2 separate regions of the Sus scrofa genome follow, and region 2 is linked to region 1. Evidence: chromatin contacts called from public Hi-C data. All regions are on one chromosome and are shown on one strand. Each heading gives the region's core, a stretch centred on a gene start, on an enhancer-like site or on the middle of the called end of the contact. The rest is flanking DNA. Distances are from core to core; before and after follow the strand shown. Region 1 has its middle 150 kb from the start of GLI2. Region 2 has its middle 140 kb from the start of INHBB.

Region 1 (6,217 bases), core at 3,277-5,776:
CCTCTGCTTGGTCGTGGCTCTGCCTAAGGCTGCCCCAAGGGTCTAGTCTTGCTGGGGTGATCCTGGATGTGAGGGGTTCTGAGAAGGCACCCCTGGGGCACCACCTCCCAGGAAGCCAAGGCTCTGGCCACAGCTGGGGACACCAGACTTGGAGCTTTGAACCAGGGCAGCTGTCAGTAGCCCAGCCTGAATGCCTGGCCCAGAGCCCAGTGTCGGTCCAGCCAAACAGATGTTCTCTTGAGGCTTTGGGAGGCAAAATACCCAGAAAAGGGTCCAGAGAGCAGAGAGAGGCATGCAGAGAGCAGGCAGGGCACAGAGGCTGAGGGGCAGAGGTGGTCTGGGGCCCAGGGACACCCAGAACCATGGCTGGACAGCCAAGCTGCTGCCAGGAGGCCAAAGATGTCACTCCTTGGACAACAGCCCCTGTGGCCACTCCTTGAATAAGCTGGGCCACGTGGGCTGAGCCATCTGCTTAGCTTTCCCCCTCAGACGTGCTTCAGGGACATTTTCAGGAATTGAGAGCAGCAGGCGTGTGTACAAAGCACAGCTCATTCCTTCCAGAGCTGTAGTCCCTTCCCCACCTCTTCCAGGAAGTCCTCCCTGACCACCACCTCACTACCCACAATCCTCCGCCCTATCCCTCTTTGGAGCATCCGCAGAACTTGTCCCTGAGGGTTCCTACCTCTGGCTACAACCCAGCTTTTCATCTTCATCTTCCATCTTCCCAGAGGAGGAGGAGGAGGAAGAAGCAACCCTGAGTCCCCATGGCTCTGAGTTTGAGGCCCAGAGCATGGCTGTGGCTCAGTACCTATTGGCAGGTGGGCTGGAGGTTTCACCTGCATAGCCCACCGGGTGTTTCCTATTTGCAAACGGTCCCACCTGTGCCCTCAAACAGTGAACACAAGTCCTGATGGCCTCTTAAGACAGAGATGAGGGTGCCCTATGGACTTTGCTCTCAGCTAAGCCAGAGGGGCAGCATTTAGCCCCGGGCTGAGGGCTGCAGGTAGGTAGCAGAGCCCAACAAGAAGGCTGGTACTTAGGAGACAGTGAGATGCACAGGCCAGGCTCAAGGCTGGACCACCTTGGAAAGATAGGGGACTTTTTCTACTTCTCAGAGCTCAATTTGTGCTACCTGCCCCTTGGCCATTAGCTTGGACAAGCCCTAAAATAAAAGTCCCTCGGTCTTGCCTTGGACAAGGGGGAGGGGGAGCTGGGGACCCTGGCTGGGGAAGGGAGACCCTGTGAGCCCCCCACTGCAGCACAGCCCACGCCTCCACATGCCCTGCCCTGCTCCAGGCTCTGGTGCACCTGTCCACCCGCCCTGGAGACTGCAGGCCTCCTGAGGGTGGGCATGGCCTGAGTCCTGCATTCTGAGTCCCAGCAGGCAGCATCAGACCGGGCAAAGAGGAAATGAGGTTTCCTGGGCAAGGGACAGAGATGAGGCAGAAAAAGGGAGCAGGCTGGTCTCCTCGGGCCTGATGGGGGCAGATGGAGCATGGGGGGCTAGGCTGGGCTGCAGAAGGGACCCTGGGGAGGCAGGTAGAAGGGCCTTGGTGAGAGCCCCACCCCCACACAGATGGACTCCAGAGGTGGTGGAAGGGGCTGTGGATGCAGCTGCCCTCACAGGGTGGCCAGACATCACCCACTGAGCTTCACAGGCACACCTATGACTGGGCGGGACTCACGCAGACCAGAGGTGGGGCTGCCCCCACACATATACACGCCTGTGCACCCGTGTGGGTGTAAGAGTTTGGTGAAGGTAAGGAGCCATCGCTAAACTCCGAGGGTTGCCCCCCACCCAACACCATGAAGGAAGTCACCAAGCAGTGAGTGACATGGCAGATTGGAAGGGCTTTGCTATTCTTTTTAGAAAAATTTTTTTTTCTTATGGGAGTATAGTTGATTTACAACATTGTGTTACTTTCAGGTGTATAGCAAAGTGAATTGGCCACACCTATATACATATGGACTTTGGTTATTGTTATTCTTTTTGTTTTGTTTTGGCCACACCCATATCATTTGGAAGTTCCTGGGGCAGCGATCGAATCTGAGCTGAAGCTGCTGGCCTGTGCCGTATCTGTGGCAATGCCAGAACCTTAACCCACTGGGCCACAGTGGGAACTTCTAGGCTTTGTTATTCTTTTTTTTCTATTTTTTGTCTTTTTAGGGCTGCACCTGTGACATATGGAGGTTCCCAAGCTAGAGACTGAGTCAGAGCTGCAGCTGCTGGCCTACACCACAACCACAGCAATGCCAGATCCGAGCTGCATCTGTGACCTACACTACGGTTCATGGCAACTCGGGATCCTTAACTCACTGAGCGAGGCCAGGGGTCGAACCCAAATCCTCATGGACACTAGTCAGATTCATTTCTGCTGAGCCACGATGGGAACTCTGGCTTTGTTATTCTTAATAGTTACCTGTTTGGTCCATGGGAGATGCTCAAATCTTGTAGTTATTGATTCTCACAACCAGTCTGTTGGGCGAGTATTTCTCATCCCCTTTGGCAGATGAGCAAACTGAGATCTAGGGGGAGTTACCATCCTTTGCCTACCACTGAGTGTGGAGGCAGAGATTTGAATCCAGGGCTCTGGGGTTCCAAGGTATATGTTCTCTCCACCCAGCCCTCAACCCCATTCTGCCCAGTGGCCTCAGGAGGGACCCAGAGGTGGGACTCGTGGACCCCCGGCTTGAAGCCTCCTCACCAGGCTTCGGAGTAACAACTGGCCCAGCAGACAAAGCTGCCCAAGCCCCACCAGGCTTGCCAGTTCCCCCAGTAGACCCCTGCAGGTCAGGTCCCAGGATGTTAAATCAGCATCCTCTGTCAATCTTATGTTCATAATTTGGGAGATGGGGAAAGTAATGAAAAATGAAAATAAAGGAGTTCCCATTGTGGCTCAGCAGAAATGAACCTGACTAGTATCCATGAGGATGCATGTTCGATCCCTGGCCTCGCTCAATGGCTTAAGGATTCGGCATTGTCCTGAACTGTGGTGTAGATTGCAGATGCAGCTTGGCTCTGGCGTTGCTGTGGCTGTGGTGTAGGCTGGCAATTGCAGCTCCCATTCAACCCCTAGCCTGGGAACTTCCATATGCCGCAGGTACTGCCCTAAAAAGAAAAAAAATGAAATGGAGTTCTGCTGGTCCAATTTCAGTTGCTCAAAGAGTTAGTCTTCAGTGAGCACCTGCTTTGTCCCCAAGAACGTGCCAGTTCCTAGGGCAGTCACGGCAGGGTGCTGTGGGGAAAGAGCAAAGGATCAGTCAACATGTATTGGCTATGGGTGGATCTGGGCTGTGGGCTCTGGGCTGGGCTGGGGGAGTCAGGGTGCAGAGAGAGAAGATGCCACATCAATGGAACGAACAGCCATAGAGCAGCAGGACTCTAGGACTGTCAGGACGAGAGGAGGGGGCCCAGGTAAGGGGTTGCCTGGAGGGTGGGCAGGAGGCTGGGGGATGGAGAGCCCTGCTCCTGTCTGAAAGGGAAGCTGCTATTAAGTGACAGCTGCTTGGTACCCATCAAGCATTGGCACCTAGGCTGGCCCAGTCTTCTAATTTATCTAGAACAGCCAGAAATGCAAGGTGTGTGTGTGTGTGTGTGTGTGTGTGTGTGTGTGTGTGTGTATGAGAGAGATAGACAGACAGACAGACAGCAGATAGACAGACAGGCAGACAGATCTTGACATTTCAAACACTGGCTGGAGGCTGAGTGAGCTTTGCTGCAGGCATGTCTGAGTCCTGGGGCCACCGCTGCCCCCTGTGCAATGGAGACACACCAGGAACTAAGTGATATGATTCAGAAGCAGATGACCAGGCAGAACAACAGTGTCCGCAGCCTGGGTTTGTGACTAAGGGGTCCATTCACTGTACTGAATGGGCGAGGCTCTTCAGCCCCGGTGCCTGTCTTTCTTGCCTCATTTAAATCTCAAAAGAAGCCTCTGAGATGGGTCGGGAGCTTGCAATTAGCAGATGCAAACTATTATATATGGAAAGGATAAAAAAACCAGGTCCTACTGTATAGCACAGGGAGCTCTGTTCACTATCCTGTGATAAATCATAATGGAAGAGAATATGAAAAAGAATGTATATTTGTATATAACTAAATCACTTTGTGGTGCAACAGAAATCAATACAACATTGTAAATCTATTCTAATTCAATAAAATAAATTAAGAAAAAAAAAGGAAGTCTCTGAAACGGCTCTGGGGGATGTTCCTCTTTCAGCTGACAAGGCTGAAGCTCAAAGAGATTGAGTTACTTGTGCAAAGGTCACACAGCTCCTAAGCTGCCCTGAGCCACCCGCTTGGCCCTCGGGGTGGTGGAGATCAGAGCCTCTTCAAGAAGGAAAGGGGAACTCGGAGCAGGGCAGTGATTTGCCTCTACTTCCCCGAGAGCAAGGTACCCTTGGGGACCAGGCTCCAGGGCACAGATGCTTGCTTCCTTTCCCCAGTTGCTCTTTCCTGCTCAGCCCGGGGCCTCCCTGCACAATCCTGACTGCAGATGGAGCCACACGTCCCCTACAGGGGCTGCTGCTTAGCCGCCGATGCCTGGGAATCCCTTTGTATATGGAGACTTTCACAAAGTACATAATCACCTGCTAAGGTACTTTCTTGCTGAGCATCAACTTTGGTCCATGCAGTCTCTGGCGCCGGCCCACATGCACTGCCTCTCTGGCAGGATATGCAGCAGCCAAGGCACAGAGATCTCCCCTAGCTCCTGTGGCTAACTCATGACACATGTACCCTAAATTTAGGCCTGTGCACATCTGTCCAGCATGGCGTCGAAGCAGGGAGCTGCTCTCAGGGAACCCTTCCCGCTGGGAACAGCAGTGACTGGGGGGATCCACAGAGCCACTGCCCCGCATGCCCCAGAGAGGATGGACCTTGAATCCCGGGAGCTGGAAGGCCTGCCAGGTGTTTTTTCTCACCTGTAAAGTACATATCAGGTCCCCATTCTTTTGTCACATTTGACTGAGGCCAACTTGTGAGGGAGGTGGCCTCCCTCATCTCCTCCCAGCCCCACCTCCCCCTCCTCCCTCCCTCCATTCCCATGTGCTTTGGATCAGCCGGATGATCTAAACTCACACCTACTGGGGCACCAAGCCTGAGTGGGTTTACAGGATGCCCCTCTCCCACAAGGGTATTATTTGCATTTCAAAAACACTGTAGTCTCTACCTAAAAGGATGACAGGCATCAACAACCTTGAATTTTGGAGATACCCTGGGACATTTCCAAGTTCTCCCCTACGTGTTGGAGTGTCTGTCCTGACACTTGTCAAAATATTATTTATCTTATTATTATTATTATTATTATTATTATTGGTCTTTTTGCCTTTTCTAGAGCCCCTCTCACGGCATATGGAGGTTCCCAAGCTAGGGGTCCAATTGGAGCTGTAGCCGCCAGCCTGCGCCACAGCCACAGTAACTTGGGATCCGAGCCGAATGTGCGACCTACACCACAGCTCATGGCAACGCCAGATCCTTACCAACTGAGCAAGGCCAGGGATCGAACTCACAACCTCATGGCTCCTAGTCGGATTCGTTAACCACTGAGCCACGACAGGAACTCCTATCTTATTTTTTATATCCCCCATTTTTTTTCTTTCTAGGGCCCCACCCTTGGCATATGGAAATTCCCAGGCCAGGGGTCCAATTGGAGCTGCAGCTGCCAGCCTATGCCACAGCCACAGAAATGCAGGATCTGAGCTGCATCTGTGATCTTCCACAGCTCATGGAAACGCCGGATCCCCGACCCACTGAGCGAGGCCAGGAATAGCACCCGCATCCTCATGGTTACTAGTCAGATTGGTTTCCGCTGTGCCACAGCAGGAACTCCTGTATCCTGAGTTTTCACAGCTTTTGAACCCACTTAAAAAGCAGCCCAAGCTAAAGACAACTTTGGATAAAGTCTAGTCTTGTTTTCGTTTTTTAGAGCCTTGGCATGTTCTAGCCATCATTCACAGGACTTTGGATGGGCAGGACCCTGGGTAAGAGGGTCACTCCAATTGGTAGGAGCAACTAGCGATGGGGAGAGTCCCCTTGAGAGTCTGAGGACTGTGTCAAGAGCAGAAGGATCAGGCAGCCCTGCTTCTGAGGCAACCAGCCCTCCACTGTCAGTGGCTACGGCATTCTGTCTACGGCAGCCCCCCAGCCATGTTGTCTCAAACAAATAATGTTGCTTAGGTCCTGAATCAGCCCCTAAAAGATCTTTGAATCCAAAAA
Region 2 (6,455 bases), core at 3,377-5,876, 130 kb after region 1:
GCTTTGACCTGAGATGGGGGGAGGGGGGTCAGGGCACTCAAGTGTCTTAACCCCAGTGGGCTCCCTTCACAGCCCACAGACTGGCCTTTTTAAAAATCATTCCCATTCACAAACACAGAAAATGTCTGCAAATCGTTTTTTTTCTTTCTTTTTTTAATTTTCTTTCTTTCTTTCTTTCTTTCTTTTTTTTTTTTTTTTTTTCCACACCCACAGCATGTGGAAGTTCCTGGGCCAGGGATCTAACCTGGCCACAGCAGTGACAACACTTAATCTGCTGCGCCACAAGAAAAAGCCTCTTTCTTTCTTTTTTTCATGGTTCCTTCCTTCCTTCCTTCCTTCCCTCCCTCCCTCCTTCTTTCTTTCTTTCCCTCTTTCTTTCTTCCTTCCTTCCTTCCTTCCTTCCTCCCTCCCTCCCTTCCTTCTTTCTTTCTTTCCCTCTTTCTTTCTTTCTTTCTTTCTTTCTTTCTTTCTTTCTTTCTTTCCCTCTTTCTTTCTTTCTTTCTTTCTTTCTTTCTTAATGGCTGAAACCCTGGCATGTGGAATTTCCCAGGCCAGGGACTGAAGTCAAGGAAAGCTGCAACCTACACTGCAGCTCTAGCAATGCTGCAATCCTTAACCCACTGCACCCAGGCTGGGGATGAACCTGAGCCTCCTCAGCTACCGAAGCTGCTGCAGTCAGATTCTTAACCCACTGTGCCACAGCAGAAACTCCTCTGAAAACATTTTCTTGCCCGATAGCAGTCTACTGGTGGTTGAGGGAAGCTCCATTTGAAGCCCGTATCTAAGACCCTGAATTCCTGCTTTTCCCGCTGTACTGATGGCCAAAGACAGAGGCAGATCGGCATTGGTGGGGGAGGTAAGGAGAAGAGATTTTTAAAATTTAGTTTACTGAAGTATGGTTGATTGATAATGTTGTGTCAATTTCTTGTGTACAGCAATGATACAGTTTACATATATATTCTTTTTCACTATGATTTAATCACAGGATATTGACTATACTTCCTTGTGCTATGCAGTAGGACCTTGTTTATCCATTCTATATGTAATAGTTTAAGAGTTCCCATTGGGGCTTGGCAGGATAAGGGCCCTATGGAGTCTCTGTGCAGATGCAGGTTTGATCCCTGACCTTGCTCAGTGGGTTAAGGATCCGGCATTGTCGAAATCTGCAGCATATGTCTCAGATGCAGCTCGGATCCAGAGTTGCTGTAGGTCTGGCGTAGGCCTACAGCTCAGGCTCTGATTTGACCCCTACCCTGAGAACTTCCATATGCTATAAGTGTGGCCATAAAAATAAAAATAAATTTAAAAAAATTGTAGTAGTTTGCATCTGCTAATGCCAAACTCCCAGTCCATCCCTGCCCCAACCCCCTCCTCCTGGCAACTACAAGTCCTTTCTCCATGTCTTTGAATCTGTTTCTCTTTTGCAGATTCATTCATTCGTGTAATATTTTAGATTCCACATATAAGTGATATCATATGGTATTTGTCTTTCTCTTACTGACTGACTTCACTTGGTATAAGAGTCTCTAGGTCCATCCATGTTGCTGCAAATGGCATTATTTCATTCTTTTTTATGGCTGAATAGTATTCTATTGCACATATGTACCACATCTTCTTTATCCATTCCTCTTTCGACGGATATTTAGGTTGCTATGTCTTGGCTATTGTGAATCGTGCTGCTATGAGCACTGGGGTACATGTATCAGAAAGGATTTTTTAAGGTGACTTTGGAAACTAAACTGTCAGTCCTGAATGGTAGACATAACTTGGATATGCCAGGAAGCCACTCACAAGCCCCAAAGAGCATCGCCAACCTCGAAAATCCTAGAAGCCACCAGCAGAACCAGGCCCTTAGCAGCCACTCAGCAACTCTGGTTGCCTTAGAAAACTGGCTCACATCCTACCGGATTTGCCAATAGGAGACGGAGAAGGGACGTAAGAAGAAATGCTTAATTGCGCTAGCCCGTAGCAGGCTCTGTTGATCCCCTGGGGCAGAACAATGAGCAAATTCCTCTCATCAGGAGTCCTGTTTGCCCTGCTGCTCTTAAGGTCAATCACTGTTTGTTGAAATGGGATTTACTCGCTTTCATTCCTCATTAGTGGCGGTCAAAAGCTGTTCCCCTGCTTGGTCAACATGGGACCACGTGGACACCAGGATCTTAGATGACCGCTTGTGGGGACAGTGTCTGTAGCTGGAGCAGAGGGGCTCAGGATCTAGTCATTTCTCTGGCTTTTCTTTTTCTTTTGCCTTTTTTTTTTTTTTTTTTTTTTTTTTTGTCTTTTTAGGGTCATACCTGCAACAAATGGAAGTTCCCAGGCTAGGGATCAAGTTGGAGCTGCAGCTGCTGGCCTATACCATAGCCACAGCAACACCAGAGCCGAGCCACATTTGCAACCTATACTGCAGCTTATGGCAACACTGGATCCTTAACCTGCTGAGCAAAGTCAGGGATCGAACCCACATTCTCATGGATATTAGTCGGGTTTTTGCATGGTGGGCATGACCACTATCTGTCCCTCTGCCTCCCGAGTAGCTCCTGGCTATCCTAGCAGGCTCCCGCGCATGTGCCGTGCTGGGTGGGGGGGATGCAAGGGGGAACAGGGAGCACCCCTCCCTATGCCAGGGGGCCTGTGGAGGATGGCTCCAGACAGCAGATGGTCCAGGGTGCATATATCTGTTCTGCGCCCCGGCCTTCCAGGTTGATCAGGCCATTGGCTGAGCCGAGACCCAGCCTGAGTCTCCCTCCCCTGTCTCCTGTGGCCTTTCTCTGAAGGGGGGCACCAGCACCTCCAGTAACCCCTCAGGCTCCTTGAGCCCCAGCCATTCCTTGCTGCCTGCTGGGAAATAGGACAGCCACCCCACGAAGCCCACCTTGGGGCTCCCTGTCTTTGGAGATCTTCAAATATGCATGGTCCCCTGGCAGAAATACGGGAGTAAGAGCCCCAGTGGCCAGTGCAACATGGGGAAAGGACGCTAGACTAAGGCCCTCAGGCCCTCCATCCAAGATATACCAGAAATCACGCCTGGTTCTCACAGTGCCCAGCCCAGGGCTGGCTCACAGTCAGGAAGCCTCGTGGGAATGAAGGGCCCAGCACACTCAGCCAGAAAACCTTTTCATTAACTTCATCATTTTGGAATTCATGGTTTTCAACTTTGTAAAAATTGTGTTTCTGCCACTGGGCTGGTTTCTTTTTCTCCTACAGGACTCCAGGCAGGCCTGTCCGCGTGCAGACATGCAGATGGCAGTGGCGACCCCTGCCCGTTGCCTGTACCCACCTTCCCACGACAACTCAGCGTATGTGGCTGAACGTCAGCCTGGCTTTCCTGTACTTTTCGGCTGAGGATGATGATGAAGAGAAGAGACCAAGGGAGGACGGCAGGTTAATGAATGGGACAAATGCAGGGCCCAGCAGAAGTGCTCTTTGCATGGATACTTTGAGAAGCCCCGTGAAGATGGAAAGACAAGTCGGGCCTCGTAACCGACCTTGCACGAGACTGGCAGGGGGCAGAGGCCCACGGGAGGGCTGAAGGGTGGAGTCTGGAGAAGGGAGGGGTGTGACCGGCTGCACAACCACTCTTACCCCCAGGGGGCCAGGCCTGCCCCAGCCAGGGGACTTCAGGTCACATGTCTGCCAGATTTTCGCAAGCCGTGTCTCTGGGATCACAGACAGACTGGACACAGAGTTAGTGAGACCAGTTCGTGAAGAGCAAACAGGAGGCAAAAGGCCTCTCCACTCACCAAGTCATTGATAAGGATGTTGAAATTATGGGAAAGGGGTTTCCAGCCAAAGAGAGGAGATGGATAGGAATGAACAGCTATTGCTAACTCATACAATATGTCTGATATCCCATAACTTGACTCATGGAGGGTGGCGCTTTTGTTGGCTTTCTGTTATATACATATATTTATGTATGTATATATTATGTATTTATGTGTTTATATATGTATGTATATATGCATGTAGTTTTGGCCACATCCACGGCATGCGGAAGTTCCCGGGCCAGAGGTCAAGCCTATGCCACAGCAGTGATAACGCGGGATCTGTAACCACTAAGCCACCAGGAGAACGGATTTCTTTCTTTAATGAATATAAAAATTCGCAGCACACACATGGAAAAAATGATCAGGGTAGGGCTATAAGGGTGTTCCTTCAAACCTTTGTTTCTCATAACCTCTAAAACTCCTGAACTGTGAATTTTCCTGGGGAAACTATGGTAAGTGTATGTGGTTGTTTGGGGGGGAAGTGTGTGATAGGGAGCCTGCCTCAGGGGTAGGCCCCCTGGGGAGGAAGGGAGGCAGCCAGACCTCAGAGTGTTCTAGGGGACCTCAGCCTGTTTAGTGACAGAGGGAGCCCAGGGGTCACCCAGGAAGGGGTGGGAGAGGTCGGGGAGGGAGGCAGGGGGCAGAGGGGAGGTCAGGCTAAAGAGTCTGGTTTTCCTTCTGTGCTTGGCACGGCACAGGCATGAAATCCAGTCCATCTCAGCACCTTTCCAGGTGAGTTAGTGCACATCTAGCCAGGAATCCCTCGGAGGCTGGAGCAGGGGAGCAAAAGGTGGGATTGGGTCTGTAAAAGCCCGCCCTGACCGCTGAGTGGACAGAGCGCAAGGGTAGGTGTGGATGGAGCCGTTGGGGGCTGCTGCAGCATCCCAGGCAGAGGTTATGGGGACCAGGGGGCAAAGCCTAATATACTTGAGAGGGAGGCTGGTGGGAAGTGAGGATGGAGCCAAAACCCAGCCCCTGTCACCATCTCCCAGGATGCTGCAGGAAATAAGAGGCAGTCACAGACCCTGAACCTGAGGGGAAGGAACTAGAACTTCTGAAGGGTTCAAGGAGGTGCTTTGCAAATCCTCTGTGAGATGCTGTGTTTTGTGGCATCCAGTCCCAGCTGAGTGACCGTGGGTAAGTGACTTTGCCTCTTAGAGAGTCAGTTTTTGCGCCTTAAGCAGGCCTAAGGTGTGACAGCAGGCCCCCAGGGAAAAGCTCCACAGTGCGTTAATCCTCCCGGAGAATCTCAACCTGGGGGCTCCATTCCCGGTGGTCCAGGCCTCTGAAACAGCCTTCTCGTCCTGCCTGGCAGGGAGGGTCCTTCCACTTCAGCAGGTGAATTGGGAACCCTCCTGGGGCTGTGCTTCCCAGGAGACAAGCAAAGTGTCCCCACTCTCTGACCTCATAATCCCACTGCAGGTGCAGCCCCAGGATAATGCCTCGAGGCAGGTGTTTATGGTGAGAAATCAGAAATAACTAAGGTTCCAGTACCAGGAAATGGTTACACACATGTGATCCAGCCCTGGATGGAAGTGTGTGCTGGGATTAAACCTGGTGTTTTCACTGAATTTCTTAGCAGAGGGGAAAGTTTTTCTTTTTTTTTCTTTTTTTTTGACCTCTCTATGGCATATGGAGTTCCCAGGTCAGGGATCTGATCCAAGCCGAAGTTGCAACCTATGCCACAGCTTGGCCAACCAGGATGCTTTAAGCCACTGTGCTGGCCAGGGATTGGGCCTGCGTCCTGGCACTGCAGAGACACCCCTGATCCTGTTGCATCATGGCAGGAACTCCAGAGGGGGAAATACTTCTGATGAGATGTTAGCCTGAGAGCTGGGACCCCAGGGGTGCCTATAGGGCTAATTAAGAACTGGCACTGATTTTAAATCTAATCCCTCCTCTGCTTTTCTTTCTACGTGTGAACCTGGGTTTGCCAGGCTCTTGAAACTTCAGTCTGGACATCTATAAAATGTGATGCTGCCTGCATCCAAACACTAGAGCCAGTCAAGGAACCAGACAGGGAAGCTTTGGGTCACTTGGAACAAGGCAAATGTGGTGCTTTCATGGCCACACAAAAACATTAAATATGAGCATATGGAGGGCTGGGAAGAAATGTTTCCAGTGGTTGTCTTTGAGTCAGTTATTTTTCTTTCATTTACTTTCCTATTTTATCTCAATTTTCTCCAAAGAGCGTACTTGGCTTTTTTTTTTTTTTCTGTTCTTTTCTCTTTTCTTTTTCTTTTTTTCTTTTTAGGGCTGCACCTGCAGTGTCTGGAAGTTCCTAGGCGCAGCTGCCAGCCTATGCCACAGCCACAGCAACCAGGGATCTAAGCCAAGTCTGAAACCTACACTGCAGCTCATGGCAGTGCCAGATCTGTAACCTACTGATCTAGGCCAGGGGTCGAACCCACATCCTCATGAATACCAGTGGATGTGTAACCCACTGAGCCACAACAGGAACTCTCGCATAGTTGGCTTTTAAATTCAACCCAAATAACTTTATTCTTATTTCATATCTATTTGGGAGGGGGAGGCACCCCAGGCTCAGCCCGATGTCCTGGATCACCCCAGGACCCCATGAGGTCTAGTGAGGGGATGTGAGGGGATGTGAGGCAGCCCCCCCCCCCAATCCCACGGCCCCCAGGGCAGGCAGGAGCCAGCACCCCCTCCCACAGAGGGGCTGGGTCCCAG

The links. Hi-C and Micro-C count contacts between places; a contact is called where the count stands out from the background.
Region 2: a Hi-C map of retroperitoneal adipose tissue shows a contact between it and region 1, with 1.9 times the contacts expected there. The contact joins two enhancer-like sites. A contact is called at or near these places in 1 of 47 Hi-C or Micro-C datasets (retroperitoneal adipose tissue) and 1 of 2 datasets of contacts at active chromatin or transcription factors (skeletal muscle).

What each region holds. Positions count from the first base shown.
Region 1 is chr15:30,728,200-30,734,416 of Sscrofa11.1, forward strand. No RefSeq gene overlaps it. Among named protein-coding and RNA genes, the nearest start is that of GLI2, 150 kb to the left of the region's middle. Within about 2 kb of position 4,527, at least 4 of the 83 cell types and tissues checked have an H3K27ac peak or open chromatin away from gene starts, as enhancers often do. A contact at or near this core is called in retroperitoneal adipose tissue, where this site is marked.
Region 2 is chr15:30,859,470-30,865,924 of Sscrofa11.1, forward strand. No RefSeq gene overlaps it. Among named protein-coding and RNA genes, the nearest start is that of INHBB, 140 kb to the right of the region's middle. Within about 2 kb of position 4,627, at least 8 of the 83 cell types and tissues checked have an H3K27ac peak or open chromatin away from gene starts, as enhancers often do. A contact at or near this core is called in retroperitoneal adipose tissue, where this site is marked.